Regions from separate parts of the Rattus norvegicus genome. Here region 2 is linked to region 1. The links are chromatin contacts, called in public Hi-C maps. All regions are on one chromosome and are shown on one strand. The core of a region is the stretch at or near the end of the contact, and the rest is flanking DNA. Distances in the headings are between cores, read along the strand shown.

Region 1 (5,092 bases), core at 2,340-4,839:
TCAGGAAGTGACTCTGGGACTTTTAAAGAGGTGACAGACAGGCACATTGTATCCCAAGAGACCCTGACCTGGGTGCATTTGATAAGGGGAGGCTGCGGTAGTGATGGGGATCATCCAGAGGCTGCCAAGAGTAGAAGGCAAGAGCTAAGGGAGTAGAGATGTGAGTTAGGTGCGAGTTAGGTGCTTTTCTCCTTGCCTTGAACAAGCATCTGACAGGTAACAGGTTAAGGAAGGGTTTATTGTGACTCACAGTCTGAGGGTGCAGCCCATCATGGTGAGAAACCCTGGCAGCAGGAACATGAGACAGCTGCTCACAGTGTGTCCACAGCCAGGAAGCAGAGAGAGATGATTCTGGTGCTCAGCTCATGGTCTCCTTTTATGTGGACCCTGGGCAAACAGGAACAGTGCCGTTCACACTCAGGGCGGGTTTTCCCTCCTCAGCTGACCGCTAGGAATACCTCACAGACTGCTCAGAAGTGTGTTCCCATGGTGATCTAAATCCAGTCACAGTGAAGGAAGATCACAGGGATCCACAGCGGCTGCTGCACAGGGACACGATGGCCAGCAGGGAACTCAGTGCCCGCGAAGGCTGGTAACCAGGGAGTGCCATGAATTCTCAGGGAGGCAGGTCTAGAAGGGAAACCTGGATGCAGAAGACACAACCTAGATGTGCAATACGCTAAGCATGGTGGGGTGTCTTCCATTCCAGGAATAAACCCAAACTTTGGTCCTCTCCTTAAGTGAGCATACTGGTGTCTGCTGACACACCATGCTGGGCACCATAAAGCTAAGACCCATTCTCTCTCTCTGAGGCTGCAGCTCCTGCCCTTTGACATAAACTGTGGTTAGTGTTCTGTAGGAACATGGGGAGGGTGGGTGTTGTGTTATTAAAGGATAAAGAGAAGGGGGATATGTTCTCTGGGGGTCTGGGGGAAGGGGGTGCCTCAGCGGGCCCATGCTGAGACATCCCTTCCCGCTGAGGGACCAGCCACAGGACGGTATAGTACAGAATAGAGTTTATTCAGGACATGGGGAGTGGGGTTAAGAGGGTAGTAGGGCAGAGAAAGAGAAAGAGTAGTAGAGAAATAGAAGAGTAGAGGAGTAGAGGCCGGCCATGAGCACGTGGAGAGAAGGGGGGAGGGGAATGGGGAGAGAAGGGACAAGGGGAAAGAGGGTAAGAGCAAGAGAGCAAGGGCAAGAGAGCAAGAGGGTGAGGAGGGGGCAAGCAGCCCCTTTTATAGTGTCAGGCATGGCTGGCTGTTGCCAGGTAACTGTGGGAGTGGAGCTTAGACAGAATGCTAACAGTGGGAGCCATGGACCAGTTAGGGACTGACATAGTTGGGTAATCAGACCAGGCTTCCAAGGCAAACCAGTACCCAGCATATGCAAGACACCTTCACCTGGTCAGGTGTGACAGCACACGGTGGCTCAAGACTCTCAACTCTCCATGCAGGTCCAGCCATGACTAGTGCACCACAAGAATGCGCTAGAAATGTTACACCTACCACAGGGCGTGAGAACAAAATATTAGGACTCCCATTGTGTGTCTCCCCCAAAGAAAAACAAACGGGCACACGAGAGCATACAAAAGTCAAACCCCCTCATCAGGAAGCCCTGTCCCTTCACAGGGACACGTGACAGAATCAAGCTGGCCTCTCGCAGGCTCACCCTCCTTCACGTGGCCCATAAGTGGATTTGTGGATTATCATCTCTGGATTTAATTAAACTAACCCTAACAAAATGAGCAAGTGGCTTAAGAGTTGTCCTGCTCAGGAAACAGGGTTGAAGATAAGGGAGACAAATGCTTAGTGAAAGACTTGGGATTCTGCATCAGCCCTGTGCTTCCTTGGTCCCTGGGACCCGGAGATCCTCCCCTCCCTCAGGGGACAGCTTTGCTTTATATCCTATGTGGGACAAACAAAATAGTGAGAGGCATGCAGGCTGGTGTCCAAGTAAACCCTGGGCACACTTCTTCCCCAGGGCTGCTGCAACTGCAGGTCTCTGGAAGGTCAAACCATTATAGTGAGTTTGTATTACAGCGAAGACGAGAGTGCAGTAAAAATTGTTAAACATCTTGGGCTTTTAAACTATTTTCAAAATAGTTGTAGGCTTATTACTGAAGAATCGTTCTCTCTCTTACACACACACACACACACACACACACACACACAGGAAGTTGAATTCCTAAAAAACCCTCCCCTAGCTCCCCCTAGTGGATGTCCACAGTAGATAAATAGACATTGCTATGTGATGGGGGAGTAATGACGGTGTCATGAATGCCTGAGAGGACACAAGAGGAGCCTACTTCAGCCCAGTGGTTTCTCAAAGCCCACAACTCCGGTGCAGAAGCAAGACACCACCACCAAGTCACCAAACTCAGGGACTTCCCTGAAGAATCCGGCAGCCCTCTTTCAAAGTCAGAGGTGTGATGGGTAAGGAAAGACTGAAGAACAGTGCCTGGCAGATCAGCAGAGACCTGGACATCACCATTCCTGCTGAGCTACCCCAGCTTGCTCCTCGCCCCACCCACAGACACCAAGGAGGACCTCAGAGCCTCATCTGACTGCGTCTCGGCACAGGCGATGAAGGACCCTGGCTTATTCTCTGGAGAACAGAGCAAGGGTGGGAAAACAGGGCATCTTAACACCAGTGGACAGGGATGCTATGGCTTGGTTCTAGACTCCAGAACATTGCAGACCTTAATTTATGTTGAGGTTGTATCTGCCAGCTGTCAGTCAAGTTGAGTTTGACTTCTGACTAATCTAAAGCAAACTTGGGTCAAGAGACAAGGCAGAGACCTGTCTGGATGGCCTGGACCACAGAGGCTGAAAAGCCTGGTGTAGTCAGCGTAAGACTCTGAGGTCCCCGCAGTGCCCATGGCCGGGGCAGGAGGCAAGCCAGGGCAGCTGAGCAGGAATGGGGATGTCCACGGGGATAGGAGAGGAAGGAGACAGATGAGCATCCGTGAGCCCTATGAGAGGAGGAGACAGTTGGCTGAGAGCATCTATCCCCTGGAGAGCAAAAGCTAGGCCTCAGAAGGACTGTCCTGGGGCACAGATCCACCTCCTCAGGAGGTTGGCTCCGAGAGCTGTGCACACACTCCCACTCGAGCTAACACAGCAGGGGTGGGAGCCAGGGGCCTAGCTTGCCATTGTGTCTCTGTGCTTGAGTCATCAGCACGTTCTGAGCCTCCTGCTTCCTGTTTAATGAATGAAGGAGACAGACTGGGGGAGGTGGGGACACTGGCTGGATGCAGCCCAAGCCCGAGTCCCTTTCCTCACGGCACAGGCTCTTCTAAGTTTCTGGCAGAGATAGGTTAAGTGGTACTCTGGTCCTGAGCTCCCAGTCCACCAGCTCCCTGCTGGGTCTGGCTGCAAGCTAACAGTGTCAGTGGCCCAGGTCAGGTGGGGACCAGCAGGAGAGGGGCTCTACTACAGTTACTGCTGCTGTGAGCCACTCCCGATGTCCCAGCATTAAACAGTTTCCTCCCAGCTCAGTTCTGAGGGACAGCACCTCACACAGAGCCCAGCAGGGTGGCTCGCCTCCACCGGTCTGAAACTGGGGGAGAGGGGTAGGAGAGCTGGTGGTGACTGCAGCCACTAGGGATGAGTCACCTAGAGCTTCTTTGTCCCAAGCATCACTGAGGGCTGGGCTGGGATACAGGTTGTGTGGCTGGCTACACGTGACCTTCTTGCAGGGCCTGGAGTTAGAGCTTGCCACTGTAGGTTTCCACAGGGATGTCACAAAGAAGGCAAAATCTGACCCTCGCCTCTGAGCAGCATTCTGTCCAACTTGTGGAAATCAGGAAGGTTGGCCCAGATCCAAATCTGAAGTCAACCCTTGACAGACACAGGAGGCCATTGCAATGGATCCTGGGAGTTGGAACAAGTTCTGGCCCATTTTAGGAAATGCCTCTTTCTGCAGAGTTCTCCTGGCCCTGTGTCTATACCCAGATTCACATGAAGACCCTCCTTCCTTCTGACCCTGGATCTCCCCTGTGGCTACCACCATTGCAGTATTAATCCAGCCCACAACTTGGTCTCCTGGCCTCAGTTCCCCACCTGACACTTCATGCGGTGCAGTAAGCCACAGGAGAGACTCTGTTTCTCATCTGCCACATCTTTTGGAGCAAACCATCTTCTTGAGGTTCTGACCTCAGATGCAGCTTATGTCATCCACAGGGAATGGGGAGGTAACTCCCTCTGCCTCAGGCCTTCATCCCACTCCTCTATATACCCCCAGCCTTCACCAATTTGGCTAATATCCTGCTCTGATTTGACATTCCACTCTGACATCCCCTGGGCCCCTCTTTTTCCCTGAGCCCAGACCTGGGAACTCTAGTCCTGAGACCCCGATCATTCCACTGAAGGCCCAGCTTCCCTGAAATGTCTCAGAGATGAGCAAACACCTGCCAGTTTGCTCACCCTCCCCTCGTGTCCAGGCAAGAATACAGCCCTATCCCTGCGGAGTTCACATCCCAAGAGACTCATAGTGCAGAGTCCACTAAACTAGCAGATTGTGGCCAGGCATAAAGGGACACTAGAAGTGGCTGGGTCCCATAGCAGGCTGGAAGAGGGGGGCGTTCATGGGGTGGTGGAAGCAGGAAGGAGACAGGACTGGAATGAGACAGTGCACCCTGATCAGCTGCCCTCCAGCCCCAGCTGACCAATCACAGCTTGGGAGCTGGATTCCCCTGCAGAGCTGTCCCTTGTAGGAGAGGTGTGTCTCATCCAGGCAGCTCTCTATAGCTGGAGTGCTGGCCCTACTTATCTGATCCTGGGCTCCTGAGAAACTCTCATAGGTGCTATGTAATTACGACTTCCGTGGTGGTTAACTCAGAGTCAAGTTAGCCAGCTTAAACTGAGGTCAAAAGTCAGTCCTAGATGTTCCTACAAGGGTGTTTTCTGGACAAGGTTCATATTTAAGTCAATGGACTTTGAGGAATCAATGGACTTTGAGGACATCAGATCACCATCTACTGCAGTCAGTCTCACTTGATCCACCAAGGCCAGAAGAGAGACTGACCTCTCCTGCAGGAAGGAAGACTTCAGGATGCTCTCAGATTTGAATGGCAAGGCACCTCTCTCCAGCT
Region 2 (4,808 bases), core at 1,931-4,430, 490 kb before region 1:
CTGCTGTGTTCTTCTCATCTCTGATTTGGGCTTGGCTACTCAGAGCTTGTGCACATGCTTCTGTAGGATGGGAGGAAATGGTCTTGCAGCAGCTTTCCTCCTCTAAATCTGTTTTCCTTTCATTACGTTCCTCTTCCTCCTTGGTGTCTCTGTAAGGCCAGTGTTCTGCTCTGCCACAAGAGAGGCAGTTCTCCCACCAGGCTCCTCCACCAATGCTCTTCCTCCCTACTTCTGAGAAAGGGGAGCCCCACTCCTCACACACAGAGAATTTTACATGCTTGTGAATAGTTCTCTGCTTTGACAGGAGCTGTCAAAGTATGCTCTCCTTTCTGGTAGTGCTTTGCTGGCAATAATGGAGAGGAAAACACACCACATCACAGCAGATGGAGATCAGGCCAGAGGTAGTGGGGTTGTGGGGAGACCAAAGAGTTAGACTTACCTATATTAGTTCTGAAACAGGGTTTTGATCCTTTCCATGGATAAGTTTATTCTGGTAATGGTTGAGAAGAGGAAAATACAGCCTCTGACAATCTCTTTATAGCTGCTGCTTTTCTTCCATTTGACTTCTGTTTCTGAACACTCTTAGACCTTGCCATTTGCAGCTCCCAGACCTCCCAACCATCGTGTTCCTCCCTTCTCTGTCCTTCCTCACCCCTTGCTCAACACCTCCTTCCTGTTTCTTTCTCTCTTTCCTTTCTTTCCCTTTTTTGTTTCTTTGAGTATAGACACTGAGAGCAGAGCCTGATCTAAGAGGAAGTGGAGAAGATGTGGACAGTGGAACCCTATCTGGTTCCATGACATGGAGAGTAGACTCTTGCCCAGGAGGAGAAGGCCTCATTCTGGAATTCTGCCACCTGACATCCTTGGGACCAGTCCTGGAGTTCCTTGTGGGCCTCCCCTGGTCACTATAACAGGCAGGAAAAGAAAGCTTGTATGGTCCAGGCTCATGGTCTAGGAAAAGGAGACTTTGTGGTGCTTTTATACTGCTGTTTTTGTCCTGCCATGATGACCTTTTAGTGTGGAAGTAGAGGCTGTCGTATTTAGCAAACTTTACAAATAATCACACTCTGTACCACATGGAAAGGTCTAAGTGTAAAGCGTTGAATTTTGCCAGGGATAACAGTGAACTGCTAAGTACATGGACCAAAGGAATGTTCTCATGCACCTAAGGGAGAACTGTAGGCATCCTAGTCACAGGGGACAATCATCTATCCAGCTGAGCTGACGAGCCTGGGTGTCAGAATCTGAAGCTAGGTTGTCTCTGTTGCTCTGCAGTTACCATTTCTCCCTATGTCTCCCTTTCTTCATCTTTAAGATGGAGTCATCTGTGTTGTCTGTGAGGAGGGAATGAAGACTGATGTAGGCAGTGGAAGTGTTTCCCTGGACAAGGTGCTAGTTTTGCCCTGTAGCCACTCGGGATCCTGTATGGTGTCATAGTGAGTGCTTCAGTTTTGGATTAGTACATGGACATGGGTATGTACATGTATGCTGTGAATTTGAACCTAGGTATGCTGAGGTGAGTTTCAGTACTGAAGATGATCTGTCCCCATCTCCTGCTCTCTGGGATGGAGGCTCCTCCTCTCTGGCCTTCATAAGGCTTTTTATGAATGCCTACCAGGAGTCCCACAAGCAAGGCATTGTGCAGGGGGCTGGGACTAGTTCATACTAGCATTTCTCATACACCAAGAGAATTTTTATTGTGTGTTAGATACATGCACCAAGAAGGTGAAACCCTCAGCATCCTCAGAGTCATGCTTAGAGGACCTCTTACCATCTTGCTTGCGCTCCAGCTGAAATGCACTCAGCTGTCATTTTTGTGAATTCTTCTAGGAGATGAAAGAACTGGGGCAGGATCCCCACACGGTGCCTGGAATCAGCTAGGGTGACTTGTGTCTCTTCAACCAGTGCATTTGCTTCTGCCAGAGACTCCTGTGAAATGCCTGAGAAGCCCACAGACCTGACCACTTTTGCTGGCAAAAGCCCAATTGGCTGTAACTAACCATGGTCACCCATTGAATTGAAAGAGGGGACAAGTATGCTTTAAGGTCCTGTAGACATCCTCTAGTTCTGCCTTGGTAATGGAACAACTTTGTGCTGAGTATGGCATTTATAGCCTCTGATCTCAATTTTCTTATCCTTGAAGTGAGGTGCTAATCTGCCCATTATTTTATCGTGAGTGATTATTTGTGCAAAGCAAATATCAGAATGCATACTGACATAAGTAATAAGTTCTCTTTAATGTTGTTTTCACCCTGTCCCTCTTTTTAATTTTAAGTACATAGCCATTCATTAATTTCACATCGATTCAAGTTTGTTGTTTCATGGAAGCCTCAGGTGTAGAAGAGAGGTGATGAGGCCACAGGTCATCTGGTGTGAAGGGGAGGTGGTGAGGCTTGGGGAGGGCCACAGGTTGTCTGGTGTGGTGGGGAGGTGGTAAGGCATAAGCAAAGTGTGGCTCCACCTTGTGGAGTCCTTTGGAATAGAGAGAACTGATGCCCATGCTCTAACTTCTGGGCCACAAAGACCTCCCAGTTCTGTAAAACCTCATCTTACTTTCCCAAACTTTTCAGCTGCATGGAGGAAAAAGCCTGTAAACTAGCCTCCAAGACTGAATTTTGGAGAAAACACAAAACTTAGAAATGTTTGTATTCTTCCTGGACTTTGACTTGTTCCCAGCACAGACATCTGTACACATCCTGCTTCCCTGTTCCTGAGCGGTGAACTCTTTCTTCCTCCTTTTCCTCTGATAAAGAAGGGCTGTAAGCAGATTCAAACAGTCCTAATTAGCCTTCTTACTAACACACAAAGCCTACCTGACCTAGGCACGGGTATCCTTGTTTCTTGGGGTGTCGATCAGTGTATTCATAATGTTTTCATTTGCTAGTGACAATCCCGTGGGAGTACATTGACAAAGCCACCTCAGAAAAACTAAGGTCCAGGTCTGTTACAACCAGGTGTGGACATACCTAGTGGTACAGCAGATTCTCCAGAAGAAACCATGTGCTCAGGAAAACCTCAGACCACAATCATGGAATCCTGATACCTTCTGCTGCTTTGTCCCTTCTCCTGGGACCTGGGGCCCTCCCACAGATTGTAGCGCACACAACACATACCATGTTGACTAATCCATGCTAGTGTCTATGGCTTCCCCCTTCTTTCTGTAAAAGCTGTTGAGCACAGTCCTGATTAGTGTCATTCAGAAAGGGTGATTCATCATTAGGGCCAGGAATGCAGTGCTGGGCATATAATAGGGGCTTAGTAAATATTTTCCAGAGTAAAGAGAGGGAAGTATGTGCACATAAACAGGAAACAAATGCATTCGGGTTTCTGGAGGGGAAGAAGAGAGCTTTGCCAAGAAGACTGTTTAGTAGAAGTAGTGTTTGGAGAATGACCAAGATGGCCATGGCAGCCTAAAAGGTGGAGGCCCAGCCTCCTCAGCAGAGGTGTTCCACACACAGGCCATGGTAATATGCTGAATAGACATATTAGCATCTGATCTTGGGGGACCTCACTGAAAATGTGGCCTTCGATAGTTTTAAAGTCTGCACGGCCTGAAAGCTGGAGAGAGATTTGAGCTTGAAAGCCCTGGAGAATAATGGTACCATTTAGGGAAAGAAAGTTATGTGAGCTGCTGCTTTTGGGGCAGTGATGAGCCTAATTCTAGACATGTGGGTATGAGGCAGAATGACCAGTGAGAAGTGTTAAGCAAGAGGAGTGGGTCCCACAAGACAATAGTCAGTCTGATTTTGTGAACCTGCACCATGTGCCAGGCCCCTTTCATAAGTTATCACTGATCCTGGCTTCAGCCCTGCAAGCTAGATTATATTACATGTGTTCTACAAATGAAAGAACTCAGAAACAGGCTGAGCAAGCTGCCAGAAGCCGTGCAGCTGATAGATGGAGTCTGCTCCTTCTACCACACCATGCTGCCTCTCTATATCAGCTTGGAAGAGAATGTGGGAAGCAGGCCGGATGCCGTGGGGGCAGAGAGCATAGACCCAAGAAAGCCTGTGTAGCAGGACTTGTGAGCCACACCCAGGGAGCCTTGTCAGTTCCCCTCTGAAGACAAGCTAACACTGGGCTTTATAGGGGTGAGGTAGGCATGTGAGGAGGAAAGGCCTGGGCTGGAGAGATAGCTCAGTGGTGAAGAGCACTGACTGCTCTTTCAGAATTCCTGAGTTCAAATTCCAGCAACCACATAGTTGCTCACAACCATCTTAAGTGAGATCTGATGCTCTCTTCTGCTGTGTCTGAAGACAGCTACAGTTTGCTTATAATAAACAAACCAACAAACCTTTGAAAAAATATATTGGTAGTTAGGAGTAGAAAACCAGTATATCAGAAAGGAGCCCTCCCGTCACCTTTTGGAGAGGGATCTGGCAGAAGCTAGTCCCGAGTCAGAGGCAGGCATGCCAACAAATGGCCACAGGTTCTCTAGGAGTGAAGATTTCAGGCCACATGGTGGGAAAGCTGCTGCTGCAAGAACAGCTGCACAGGCATGTCCATTAGACACCTCTGCTGAGTACAGGAGGCCTATCCTGTGTCACAGCCCAGAGATGCCACCGAGATGCAGAGCAGGGCACTTTTGTAGAGATGAAACAAGTGACAAGGACTCCCAGAGAGAAGCCTTGAGAGAGGCCAGAGTGGTGGGGATACAGCATAGTGATCTGAAATTAAAACAGTGGCAAATGGGGACATCAGCCCCAAGGACAGGAACTGCCTCCAGAGCAAGTGAGAACATGTGTTACCCACTGAGCAAAGGAGACATCTGAAAAAAATTTGAAGCCAGAAGTCTTTTACCTCAGTAC

The links. Hi-C and Micro-C count contacts between places; a contact is called where the count stands out from the background.
Region 2: a Hi-C map of Schwann cells shows a contact between it and region 1, with 10 times the contacts expected there. The contact joins two enhancer-like sites. A contact is called at or near these places in 6 of 12 Hi-C or Micro-C datasets (the A7r5 cell line, Schwann cells, frontal cortex and 3 more).

The regions. Positions count from the first base shown.
Region 1 is chr4:122,954,103-122,959,194 of GRCr8, reverse strand. LOC102554942 (a long non-coding RNA gene) reads right to left here and starts at 234. Exons shown (of 2, transcript XR_001837633.3): 1 at 1-234. Within about 2 kb of position 3,589, at least 2 of the 93 cell types and tissues checked have an H3K27ac peak or open chromatin away from gene starts, as enhancers often do. A contact at or near this core is called in Schwann cells, where this site is marked.
Region 2 is chr4:123,440,418-123,445,225 of GRCr8, reverse strand. The region is part of intron 5 of Chchd6 (coiled-coil-helix-coiled-coil-helix domain containing 6); the gene reads left to right. Among named protein-coding and RNA genes, the nearest start is that of Plxna1, 100 kb to the right of the region's middle. Within about 2 kb of position 3,180, at least 6 of the 93 cell types and tissues checked have an H3K27ac peak or open chromatin away from gene starts, as enhancers often do. A contact at or near this core is called in Schwann cells, where this site is marked.